3 separate regions of the Mus musculus genome follow, and regions 2 and 3 are each linked to region 1. A link is a contact called in public Micro-C data. All regions are on one chromosome and are shown on one strand. Each heading gives the region's core, a stretch centred on a gene start, on an enhancer-like site or on the middle of the called end of the contact. The rest is flanking DNA. Distances are from core to core; before and after follow the strand shown. Region 1 holds the start of Nkx6-1 (NK6 homeobox 1). Region 2 holds the start of A730035I17Rik (RIKEN cDNA A730035I17 gene). Region 3 holds the start of Fgf5 (fibroblast growth factor 5).

What was found. A called contact is a pair of places that touch in the nucleus more often than the background predicts.
Region 2: a Micro-C map of embryonic stem cells shows a contact between it and region 1, with 13 times the contacts expected there. The contact joins the promoter of A730035I17Rik here to the promoter of Nkx6-1 in region 1. A contact is called at or near these places in 6 of 39 promoter capture datasets (cranial neural crest, embryonic stem cells, frontonasal cranial neural crest and 2 more), 21 of 484 Hi-C or Micro-C datasets (B cells, LSK cells, cardiomyocytes and 6 more) and 2 of 115 datasets of contacts at active chromatin or transcription factors (both in embryonic stem cells).
Region 3: a contact with region 1 is called in a Micro-C map of embryonic stem cells, with 14 times the contacts expected there. The contact joins the promoter of Fgf5 here to the promoter of Nkx6-1 in region 1. A contact is called at or near these places in 2 of 39 promoter capture datasets (embryonic stem cells and frontonasal cranial neural crest) and 5 of 484 Hi-C or Micro-C datasets (all in embryonic stem cells).

What each region holds. Positions count from the first base shown.
Region 1 is chr5:101,663,030-101,666,666 of GRCm38.p6, reverse strand. Nkx6-1 (NK6 homeobox 1) reads left to right here and starts at 1,956. Exons shown (of 3, transcript NM_144955.2): 1 at 1,956-3,105. The coding sequence starts at 2,433.
Region 2 is chr5:98,184,245-98,187,881 of GRCm38.p6, reverse strand. It overlaps A730035I17Rik (RIKEN cDNA A730035I17 gene), which reads left to right and starts at 1,898. Exons shown (of 3, transcript NR_153823.1): 1 at 1,898-2,838; 2 at 3,114-3,164. It overlaps Prdm8 (PR domain containing 8), which reads right to left. Exons shown (of 4, transcript NM_029947.2): 3 at 3,193-3,421; 4 at 434-2,858. The coding sequence ends at 1,240.
Region 3 is chr5:98,252,314-98,255,950 of GRCm38.p6, reverse strand. It overlaps Fgf5 (fibroblast growth factor 5), which reads right to left and starts at 1,767. Exons shown (of 3, transcript NM_010203.5): 1 at 1,191-1,767. The coding sequence starts at 1,539.

The DNA of each region.
Region 1 (3,637 bases), core at 707-3,206:
TGATTAACCCCTAGGCTTTACTCTCACACGTCAAACTCAACCTCAAGTTGACAACACTCAAGCTTTGGAGAAGTAAGGGGACCGACCAGTTTAAGGCCTCCTGCTTGACATTCAGAGTCAAACTCCCTGGCGCTGCTCAGTTTTAATTCCTGGGTCATTTATCGCCTATTTCTGTTTTCTGAACCTTAAATTTGGACTCAATAATATGATGCAAATCTCTGCTGTGACACTTCCCGCCCCCCCCCCCCCCACTGGTGTATCAACTGCCCGATTTCTCAAGATCGACCAAAGAGGTTTTTTCCTTGGTTTTGGTCAACCCTGAGCAGACCTTAAAGATCGGCCAGAGGGAGCAAAGCCCTTTTGACCATCGCTCCCAATGTCAGCCTAGAAGTCGGTCGTCTCTAGTTTACTCAACTACCCGAGTTGAGAGCTTGACCAGACTTTCCAACAGTTACCTGTCTTCCCCCGAGGTATTCCTCTATCTAAAGTTGTCCTGTGAATTTTAGTGATCCTGCCTCATAAATCCAACTAATAATAATAGAGGGAGGATTTTAAAAAAATAATTATCTCATTTCTGTTAGGTTTAGACACCACGCAGGAGATAAATATTCTCATTAAGCTGATTTCATCCCCAGAGTACTGAGCCCCCTCATAAGTGATAATGATCTAGGGAGTGGGAGAGCGAAGACAAGAACGGAGAAAGAACAGAAAAGAGCAGGAGACGGAAAGATGGTGAAGGGTGACCCTTAGGCCTGCGAGGGGTTTAAAAACATCTACGGGCTTAAGGAACAACAAATCAATTTACACGATTCTGGAAGAGCCCAGAGGGCCTTTAATTAATCCCTTCAAAAGAAGGAAGTCGGCCTGGGATATGCCTCCTGCCTGCTCCATTAGCTCCCTTTTCGCAAGGGTCCAGACACCGTTGGAGGTGGGCGCCGCGCGCGAGCTGGGGGAGGATGACGCGAGCTGGCGTGGGCGGAAGAGCCGCACTTAAACTGCTTTTCCATAGAAGGGCTGGATTTTCATTATTCCTCTCTTTAAAAAGTAATGCCCTCTTCGTCCCTGCTCCCTCCTTCTCCTTTCCATTTTATTTTGCACGATTAGTTGAGCCGGCCGCTGGCTCTAGACTGGAACCACTCTTTTCGCCAGGCCCCTCCCCTCTTGGCTCCGCCCAAGTGAAGCTGGGGCGGGGACTAGGAGGGCGCGTCCTTATGGCTCCCTAGTCTCAGCCAATCAAAAGGTGTGGCGCTCCCAGGTGGGCGTGTTCTAGGAGCGACGCCTTGCCCAAGCTGAGCGCTATTGGAGGCGGTGTTTACGCCCAGGACCCGGGCCCCGCTCCTCAGTCCCGCCCCGCCGAGCCGCCCCGGAATGACGTCCTCGAAAGTTCTCATTTTGGCCCCCCACCTCCCCTCCCTTGCGTCCCCCAGCTAAAGAGAGGCAGGGAGGGGTGCAAATATTTTATTACCTTTGAGAGCTTCATCCGAACTGTCAGGCCCAGAGGGAGAGAGGAGAGAAGGGAAGAGCCGCCGAGAGGGTCAGTTTGGCCAGAGGACAGGGCTTGGAAGAGCCAAGCCTGGAAAGCCAAGGAGAAATGCCAGAGAGGCAAGAGAAAGGCGGAGAGTGAGAGGAAGAGAGGGCGCCAGGGGGTGGGACGGGGGGGGGTCTCCCGGCCGGCTTGCAGAAGAGGACGGACGATCGGAACCGGCCCGTCAGACTTTTTCCATACTTAGGTTTATTTTCTTTTATCCTTTTCGATCCGGCTAGTCCGGCGCCGCGTGGCTCGGAGGGGAAGTAGGCTCGTGGGCGCACCAAGTCCCCAGCCGCCGGAGCGGTGTCACTGACTGCCCTTTCTGGCGCAGTAACGCCGGGCCCGAGGCAGTGGCGGGCGCGATACCCGCGCCGGCCGTTTGTGCTCTGTCCCCCGGGCGAGCGGTGAGTGCGACTCAGCAGCGCGGCCGCCGGGAGAGCGGAGCGTCCGAGCGAGATCAGAGGCGCGCACCGGGCGGAACGCCGCCCGCTTTGAAGCTCCCCCAGGCGAGCGAGCCGGCCCCCGCCCTCCTACATCAAAGCGAACGCTCCGCGCCTCCCAACCTTGTTGCAAACTCTCTGGGTCGGCTGCGGGGTACGTCTTGCTGATTTCCCGCGGGGGTGGAGAAGATGAGAAGCAGAGCGCTCTGAGCCGGGAACGAGGGACCAGCGCCTGGGATCGAATCCGGGACTCCCGAAGCCGAGGAAGCGCTGAGCCCGCCCGCGCCCCCGCAGCCCTCGCCCCTGCCGCCTCCCGCGGGGCGTTTGGACATTTTTGCTGCGCAGCTCCCGGAGCCCGCGGCCGATCCACACTTCGCTTGCGCGCGCCCCCGGCACCTCGGGTTCTCCCGAGCCCCGGCGGGGCCACCGACCTGCGTGGCTGCGGGTTCGGGTCTGGCTGTGGGATGTTAGCTGTGGGGGCGATGGAGGGCCCTCGGCAGAGCGCGTTCCTGCTCAGCAGCCCGCCCCTGGCCGCCCTGCACAGTATGGCCGAGATGAAGACCCCGCTCTACCCCGCCGCTTATCCCCCGCTGCCCACCGGGCCCCCCTCCTCCTCGTCCTCGTCCTCCTCGTCCTCGTCGCCCTCCCCACCTTTGGGCTCACATAACCCGGGCGGCTTGAAGCCCCCGGCCGCGGGGGGCCTCTCGTCCCTGGGCAGTCCCCCGCAGCAGCTTTCGGCGGCCACCCCACACGGCATCAACGACATCCTGAGCCGGCCCTCTATGCCGGTGGCCTCGGGGGCCGCCCTGCCCTCCGCCTCGCCCTCCGGGTCTTCCTCCTCCTCCTCCTCGTCCGCCTCCGCCACCTCGGCCTCTGCGGCGGCCGCCGCCGCCGCTGCTGCTGCCGCCGCTGCCGCCTCGTCGCCCGCTGGGCTGCTGGCCGGCCTGCCCCGCTTCAGCAGCCTGAGCCCTCCGCCACCGCCGCCCGGGCTCTACTTTAGCCCCAGCGCCGCGGCTGTGGCCGCCGTGGGCCGGTACCCCAAGCCCCTGGCCGAGCTGCCCGGTCGGACGCCCATCTTCTGGCCCGGAGTGATGCAGAGTCCGCCGTGGAGGGACGCGCGCCTTGCCTGTACCCCCCGTGAGTACTATGGGAGGGGAGGGTGGGTCCCTGCCTTCTAAGTCTGCTCTCGGGTCGTGAAGCACACAGTGCCCCTGCGGGCGGTCAGTCTCCTGGCCGCCACACTAGTTTGGAAGTTCCGGGACAGCACGCCGTTGGCTGGGCCCCTGCAGGCGAGCGAGGGACTCGCGCTTTCCTGGGCTCGCCGAGGCTCATGCAGGCCTGGGCTCCACCAACGAGAATGCGTCTGGACAGAACACAGCGCAGCAAGCGAGCTTCTGTCTGGGCTGTTCTTGAACCTGGCCAGCTCTGGGTCAGATGGATGGAAAGCGGGAAAAGGCCTCCGCACCCCTTCCTTTCTGGCTCCTTCCTGCCATGCTCGCCCGTTCCTTCAGTAGTCTGACCCTTGTTTTCGGCAAACCCGCGAGGGTAGGCAAGGCAGCTGGCTATCTACCTCCTCGAGAAAAGCAGACTTTTGCTTGCACACACCCTCCCTGGTTGTCTCCAGCTCACCTTTTCTCCCAGCTCCCTCGCCCACTCCCAGTGCACTTGT
Region 2 (3,637 bases), core at 649-3,148, 3.5 Mb after region 1:
ATTACTTGATAGATTCTCTATGTGTCCTTAATGGATGATAGGAAGCTTGAAGTTCTAGAATGTAGGACATCCCTTGGGGGAAGTATCACTACTAGATCCTAAAGTGGGCTTAAAAAATGCAGATTGGTCACTTATGTGGAGAGTAATTCTTTTCCTTCTGGAAGAGACACCTACAAAGTTCTGACAGGGAACCTGTATGGCAATTACTGCACCTAAGTGATTTGTCCTTGATCCTTAAACCCAACACCTTTCAGATAGAGAATCTTCAAGTGACAATCAACACCCTTAGGCTCAAAACTGGCTTGTAGTTAATACCTGCAGAGGAAGCTGTGGTCTCCTTGCTTCTTTTCAAGGAGTCAACGAAAAGGCATCAACTATCCAAAGTATTATACTGACCTAAAAATATTTTTTGTAAACTTTCCAAATATTTGCTTTGAGGAAAATAGTTATTTATTGTCAAAGCATCCAACATACCTGGATAAACTATACCGTTTAATAAATCTCTTAGGGATAGAAGAAACACATAACTATTCAGACTCCATGTCACTGGCACAAAATTACACTTTGTATTAAAAGGGAATACATATTTACATCATTGATGACATTCTTCACTGAAGTCCATAATCATTTCATGATACATGCACTTCCCCCTGGAAACTTAAACCGAATGGCGCCCCCCTTTTTATCCATTTTGTTTATTTTTGTAAGAACACAGCTGTCATCAGGAAATGCAGAACGCATCTCCTCTTCCTCCATTACTTTATATCTAAAATAAACTTTGTCCTTACATATAATTATTACATCTAAACCATAAGTGCTTAATAATTTAAGTAGAAACGTATGACAAATGCATCAATATGTTGCAATATATGACATTTTTTTAAAAATGTACTTTTGTTTTTGGGAAAGTGAAAATTCGTGCATTCAAAAGAAAACCCCGCTCAAACAACCCACCCAATCCAAAATCCACCATCCTGTGCATCGTGTGCGTGCGTCCGTGTGTGCGTTCGTGCGTGCGTGTGTGTGTGTGTGTGTGTGTGTGTGTGTGTGTGTGTGTGTGAAATTAAACATTTGGATGATGAGGCTCCTGGCGAGGGGAGGGACCTGTGTGTGCACGTGTTTGGTTGCAGTGTTTGGGGGCATAAGGTAGTGGTGGATGTCATCCTCGCGTGTCTGCTCCTGCAGGTGGCTTGACTGTGCGTGCACACGCGTGGAAAGCCGGAGTCTTTTACGCAACAATTAATTATGCGAGGTCATGTGCCGGGACAGGTGGTGACGCTCCCTGAAGGACTCGTTGCAAATGGGGCACTTGAGTTTCTCCTCCCGCCGCCGCTTCACCAGGGGCTCCATGGCATACTCCTTTTTGTGGTGAGACCGCATATGGTACACCAGGTCGGAGGTCATGCGGAAGGAGGCGTTGCATTTGGCGCACCAGTTCTGCGCGGGCAGACACAGCGAAGTGAAGGAGGGCGGCAGCAGGGTGAGCGCGGAGGGCAGTTGCAGCTGCAGGGGCCCGGCGGCGGCCGCCGCCGCCGCTGCCGCCGCAGCCGAGCTCTTGGGCCAGAAGGCGGTGGCGTAGAGGAAGGGGCTCTGCTTGGGCAAGCCACCGCCACCGCCGCTCGCCAGGGGCCCGCAGGCTCCGTTCAGGTCCGCTGCCCCCTGCAGCTTCACAGCCAGCGGATCGGCGGCGGCCGGGTAGAGTCTGGTGGGACCCACGCCGTCTCCCGGGTGACACGGCTCGAGAGCGCCCAGCTTCTGGCCGAGGACCAACGGGGACAGCTGCGAGAAGGAGCGCGCGGGCTGCGAGAAGGCGCTCTTCCGCTCGTCCGATGCGGCCGTTTGGCCGCCCCCCGAGCCCCCCGCAGTCCCCGCGGTCCCCGCGCCGCCACCGCCGCCCAGCTGCGACACCGAGGTGAAGGCGCTGCCGCGCGCGGGGCTCCCGCCCTCCAGCCGTCCGGGCAGAGAGCCTCCGGGACGCGGAGCCAGCAACTTCTCGGGGGCCCCAGGCGACCCCGCCGCGGGGGTGGACGAGCCGTTGCTGCCGCCGCCGGCGACACCGCCTCCCGCGTCGGGGTCCTCGGCCGTGCCCCCTGCGCCGTCTGTCGCCGCCGCCTCCTCCTGCAAGCCCACCGCGCGGCCCGCCTTCTTCACCTCCACGAAGGCGCTGCGCTTCGCCTCGCCAGTCTCCGGGCTGGGCGGCGCGAAGAGCCGGCCGTTCTCCTCCAGGCCGAAGTAGCTGCCGGCGGCGCGGTACTGCTGCGGCGTGCACACCAACTCCTCCTTGGAGGTCGCCAGCGGCCTCTCGGAGAAGCGCGCACGGCCGCCCGCCAGCCCCGCGCCGCCGCCCTCCGCCGCCGCCTCCTCTGGGAACCGCCTCTTGCCTTTGCAGCCGCCGGTGGCGACGCCGTCGGGACTCAGCTCCGCCTCCTGGTGGCCGCTGCCGCCACTGCCGACGCCCGGGGCCGCTACGCAACTGCTGCTTCCCCGGGAGTTTTCCAGTTCCCGAGCCAAGTTGTGGAAGTCCGTGGACGGCTTGGCGCTGCCGGCACCCGCGGAGCCCGGCGGGTTGCTCGCCTCCGGGGATGACGCGGGGTAGTGGTGTATGGGGCCGGCTTTGCAGAACTTGGGGCCCGGGATCAACGGCGCCTCCTGTTGCTGCTGCTGTTGCTGCTGCTGTTGCTCTTTACCACCGCCGCCGCCGCCGTGGTCCTTAGTGCCCAAGCCGCCCCCTTGCTCGTCTTGGGGATTCGCATCAGTGCTGTGAAGTCTCTTGGGGCAGCGGAATCGCAGATGTGCCACATAGGGGAACTCAAACTGGAAACGTTGGCTGCATTCCAGGCATGTGTAAGGAGACGACCCTGCTTAGTGAGCAAACACACACACACACACACACACACACACACACACACACACACACACACACACCCCACATGGTTAGTTAGCATCGCCCCTAGGCCACTTAGCCATCCTCCCCATAACAAATCCACTTTATCTTTCTGGGCTGAGTGCCCAAAAAAATGAATACACTATCCTATTTGGTGCAACTTACTTTCTTGATTTGTGCATTTACTAAGTCAAACGCTCCCCAACTTTTCCTTCCCCTTCTGTCCTAGTTCCATTCGGGACAACACCTCAGAAGCTTCGTCCACCCTATGATGTGCAAGGTGAGCCCAGGCACCCGAGCCAACCTACCGTTCATTTTGTGAGCTCTAGACGGGCAGAGCAAGAGCAATTCAGTCAGTTCTTTCCCGTACCAAACTAGTAACTCTTCATCTTTGGCAATCCTGCGGAGAGAGCGGTAGAACAGCTGTCCATTTTTTATATAAGCTTCGAGATTCTGTTCTTCCTTATCTCGGGCTGATTGGACCAGCCGCAGCCACATGAGACCTTCTGAGGAACCATTTGCCGCCGAAGTGTCTACCTACAGTATTTAAGAAAGACAAGAAGAGAGGGATCCACGTGAAAGACGGCAACCAGAGAAACCAGAGATATTTCATCTGTCTGGCTTTTGTTCTTTCCAAACAATTATCTGAAACCAAGTTTGCAAAAGTTGACCAAAGTCGAACTGCATCCCTGCATTTGTGGTCAATGGGCACAGTGGCCATCCTTTGCAATATTGGGTCAGTCTTACAGAGTA
Region 3 (3,637 bases), core at 518-3,017, 3.4 Mb after region 1:
GCAGCACTATCTCCTGGCCCCATTTCCGCTCTCCATGGGAGTCTGAGCGGTCCCTGCTGTGGCTTTTATCTGGAGGACTGAGCCCTGCTGGAAACCCGACCTGAACCTAGTGAGAAAACTGCTTGCAGGATTACAGAGACAACTACAGTCCCATGCATGCACACAGCTCCAAACCTCCGCTCACCTCAGCAGCTTAGAGCAGCGAGGGGAGTGCGAGTGATTAACGTGGTGGTCCAGAAAAGCAGATGGAATGGAGAAAACGCGGGTGGGGGTGGAAGCGAAGAGGAAAGGAGAAAGAGAGAACTCAGAAAAATTTCAGGTTGGGTGGTTGATGTTTTTTTTTTTTAAGTTATGCTCAATTTACAACCATTTCCAACCTCATCTGTAATTCTTTTAAAATTAAGAACTTTACTCCATCTGTCCCTGGAAACCAAAGGTTAACATTGTCAGGGTCTCAGCCTACTAAATGTTGTTAAACTCAGCACCGGACTTAGTCATAATACTGTCTGTCCGGTTTTCCAGATCATGTTGCTTTCTTGCAAGCAGAACTTTGCCCTTCCAAAACGCATGTACACGTAAATTCTACGTAGACCTGTGTAGTTGGTGTGCGCGCGCGCTTATGTACGCATGTATGTATCTACATATGTATGTATTCGTGTGAAAGATACCTAAGCATTCGGAGTTACATAGAGATATTAATAAACAAACATAATATGGGATATATAGGATATTTGTAGTTGGAGAATGGAAGTACTCAGATGGGTTCTTTTCATAAACGTAAATTATGTACAGGGAATAGAGATATACTTAACGCTTAAAGAAAAATGCGGTTCTAGTTCATAAGTAGAAAGAAATTGTACCAGGAGAAAGATTGTTACTTCTTTCATTATTATTATTATTTTTTTTTCTTCTCCAGCTAGAGTGGGTGGCTAGTCTTTTCGGCCCGGGCATTCTGGAAAAGAGCTGCCTGTCTCACCTCGGTAACCTCACCTGGGCTTACCCATGCTTACTACCCAAGACAGAAGGGTGCGTCTGCTCGCTCTGAGTAGACGCATCTCCACGAAACCCTACCGGACTCTTTCCAGAACCAGCAGAGTCCCAGACGCTAGGGCTCCTAGAGGTGCCTGTGGCCCAAAGGAATCTTGACCGTCCCTCCCAGAACAGGTTTTGTTGGAGAGTGAGCAACTTACTTAACACACTGGCTTCGTGGGAGCCATTGACTTTGCCATCCGGGTAGATCTGCAGATGGAAACCGATGCCCACTCTGCAGTACAGGCTGCCGGTCCGGCGCCCCGAAGGGCTCCACTGGAAACTGCTATGTTCCGAGCCGCTTCCTTGGCTGCCCGGAGAAGCTGCGACTGGTGAGGAGGCAGAAGACGAAGAAAACGTCGCGCTACTTCTGCCCCGGCTGCCGCTGGAGTCTCCCGGGTTCCTAGGAGGCGCGGGTTGCCCTTCGGGAGTGAGACGCTTCTCCCCGTGAGCCCAAGCGCTGTGGATCAGGTGGCTGCAGAAGATGAGGAAGAGCAAGGACAGGCTCATTCTTCCGGCCGCGGGGGTCCTAAGTGCATCTTGCAGGGCTGGCTCCGGGCTCCGTAGCCCCCGCGCGGCTGCGTGCCTCTGGCGCTGCCTCCCTCGCCGCACAGGGTGGACATAGCCTCGGGGAAGGGAGAGGGAGAGGGGGAGAGAGAGAGGCCACCCGAGCGGATCTCGGCGCTGGCACCGGGATATTTATAACGCCAGTGATCTCACTGCTCCGTGCACGCCTGCGAAGCTTCCCCTCACCCGCCGCTTTGTGTACTCACGGCCGGTACGGGGAGGGAGCGCCGCGGTCCCGGGGGCGGGGGTGTGAAGGAGGAGGGAGATGCGATCCCGGGAGTGGGAGGAGGTGTCTCGCCCTCAGAAGCTGCCCCCGGGACGCTGGCTGCGACCGTGCACGGGTCATGCAACCCAGCGGTTGTCAAGAGCCACCCAGTCACCCCACCCCCTGCCCGAGCCAGCGGCTCCGGAATCGGCTCCGCGCGCGCTGCTCTCCACGCAAGGGGCACGGACGGACGGCAACGTGGGCATGGGTTCCCGTCCTCTGTGGTCACATGTGTCCCAGCCAACTCACTCTTTACCCAGCACCCGCATTCCAGGTTGCTGGCCCCTGCCATCTGGAGCCTGGGAACCACTTTCCGAAGGGAACCAAAAACTGATTGGCAGCAGAACTTGGGAAGGTTTTGGGGTGGCCCAGGGTGGGAGAGAAGACTGGTTTCTCGCTGTTATTGATTTATTAAAGAACTAAGGTGTGCGTTTATTTCTCCACTAGAGAGCCACCCTGAATTGTTATGCCAGGTCTCAGGCTGCCCTCTAAGAAACTCTGTGGATGCACGACGTGTCCAGCTTTTTCTTCAGGAAAACCCATGTCTGTGTTGGAACAGGTGAACGCCCTCGAACATACACACACACACACACACACACACACACACACACACACACCAGACACACTTGAACTCCAGGCAAGGATGAATTGAGTCTGAACACCAGGACTGCCCAGTTGTCCTCTCTGACCCCATGATCCGTTGCCTGGAGGAGTTAGCCAACAGCTCTCTTCAACTTCCATTGACTGGAGGACCGACCCTAATGAATGATTAATGACAGGCCCCTGAATCTCAACCTAGGGAAACCTGAGAAGGAAGAATTTCCCCGTACGTAATGCTGGGGCTGTTATTTATCTGAGAAATATACCTGACTTGCATTCTTGGAATATTTCTGTCTGAAAACATATTTGAAACTTTAAACTACACTATGATATATCACTCATTGGTCACTTAAAATGAAAAGTCAATGAAGCCGCCCAATGGGGTCAACTCGCATCAATCATGCGAGATGTTAAGACATGACTTTATTAATTACTGAGTATCTGCTTCAGGCTTCCTATCTTCATAGTGAAAACCTATAAAACAGATGTAGATTTGTTTTCAGAATTGCAAATCTTCCGTGGATTGGGGACAAGGCAGCTGATAGCCAGTCACCTGATCAACACAGGAAATCGCCAAAGGGAGTAAAAGGAATATCCAACACAAAAGATTGTGACCTGAGGCTCGGTGCCCCTGGTGTGCACCACAGCACAAATCTCTCACAGGACAGCACTGAACTTTGAGAACAACACCAGTTTCCTTCCAAAGGGTCCATTTGAAGAGTCACTTCCGGGGCTGGCGAGATGGCTCAGCGTTTAAGAGCACTGACTGCTCTCCTGAGTTCAAATCCCAGCAACCACCTGGTGGCTCACAACCATCCGCAATGAGATCTGATGCCCTCTTCTGGGGTGTCTGAAGACAGCTACAGTTACAGTGTACTTACATATAACAAATAAGTCTTTTTAAAAATTAGCATGCTGATCTACTGTGTGTGCCTTCTGAAGAGGAAACCCTTAGTCTTACATGGTTTAGGCCACTTTTGGTGTCTCTGGATAACATCAGTAAGACTCTCGAGTGTCACTCAATCCACTGCCTAAGACTAACTTGGGTCACCAGCTCCCATCCTATGGAGTCTATGGAAGGACAGCTGGAGTACCTTCTTCCTTAGGCATCTGATCATCCCCCTGCTGCAGGGTGGGGGAAAGCAGAGGACTCTGGGAGTTTTCTAAAATTGAAAC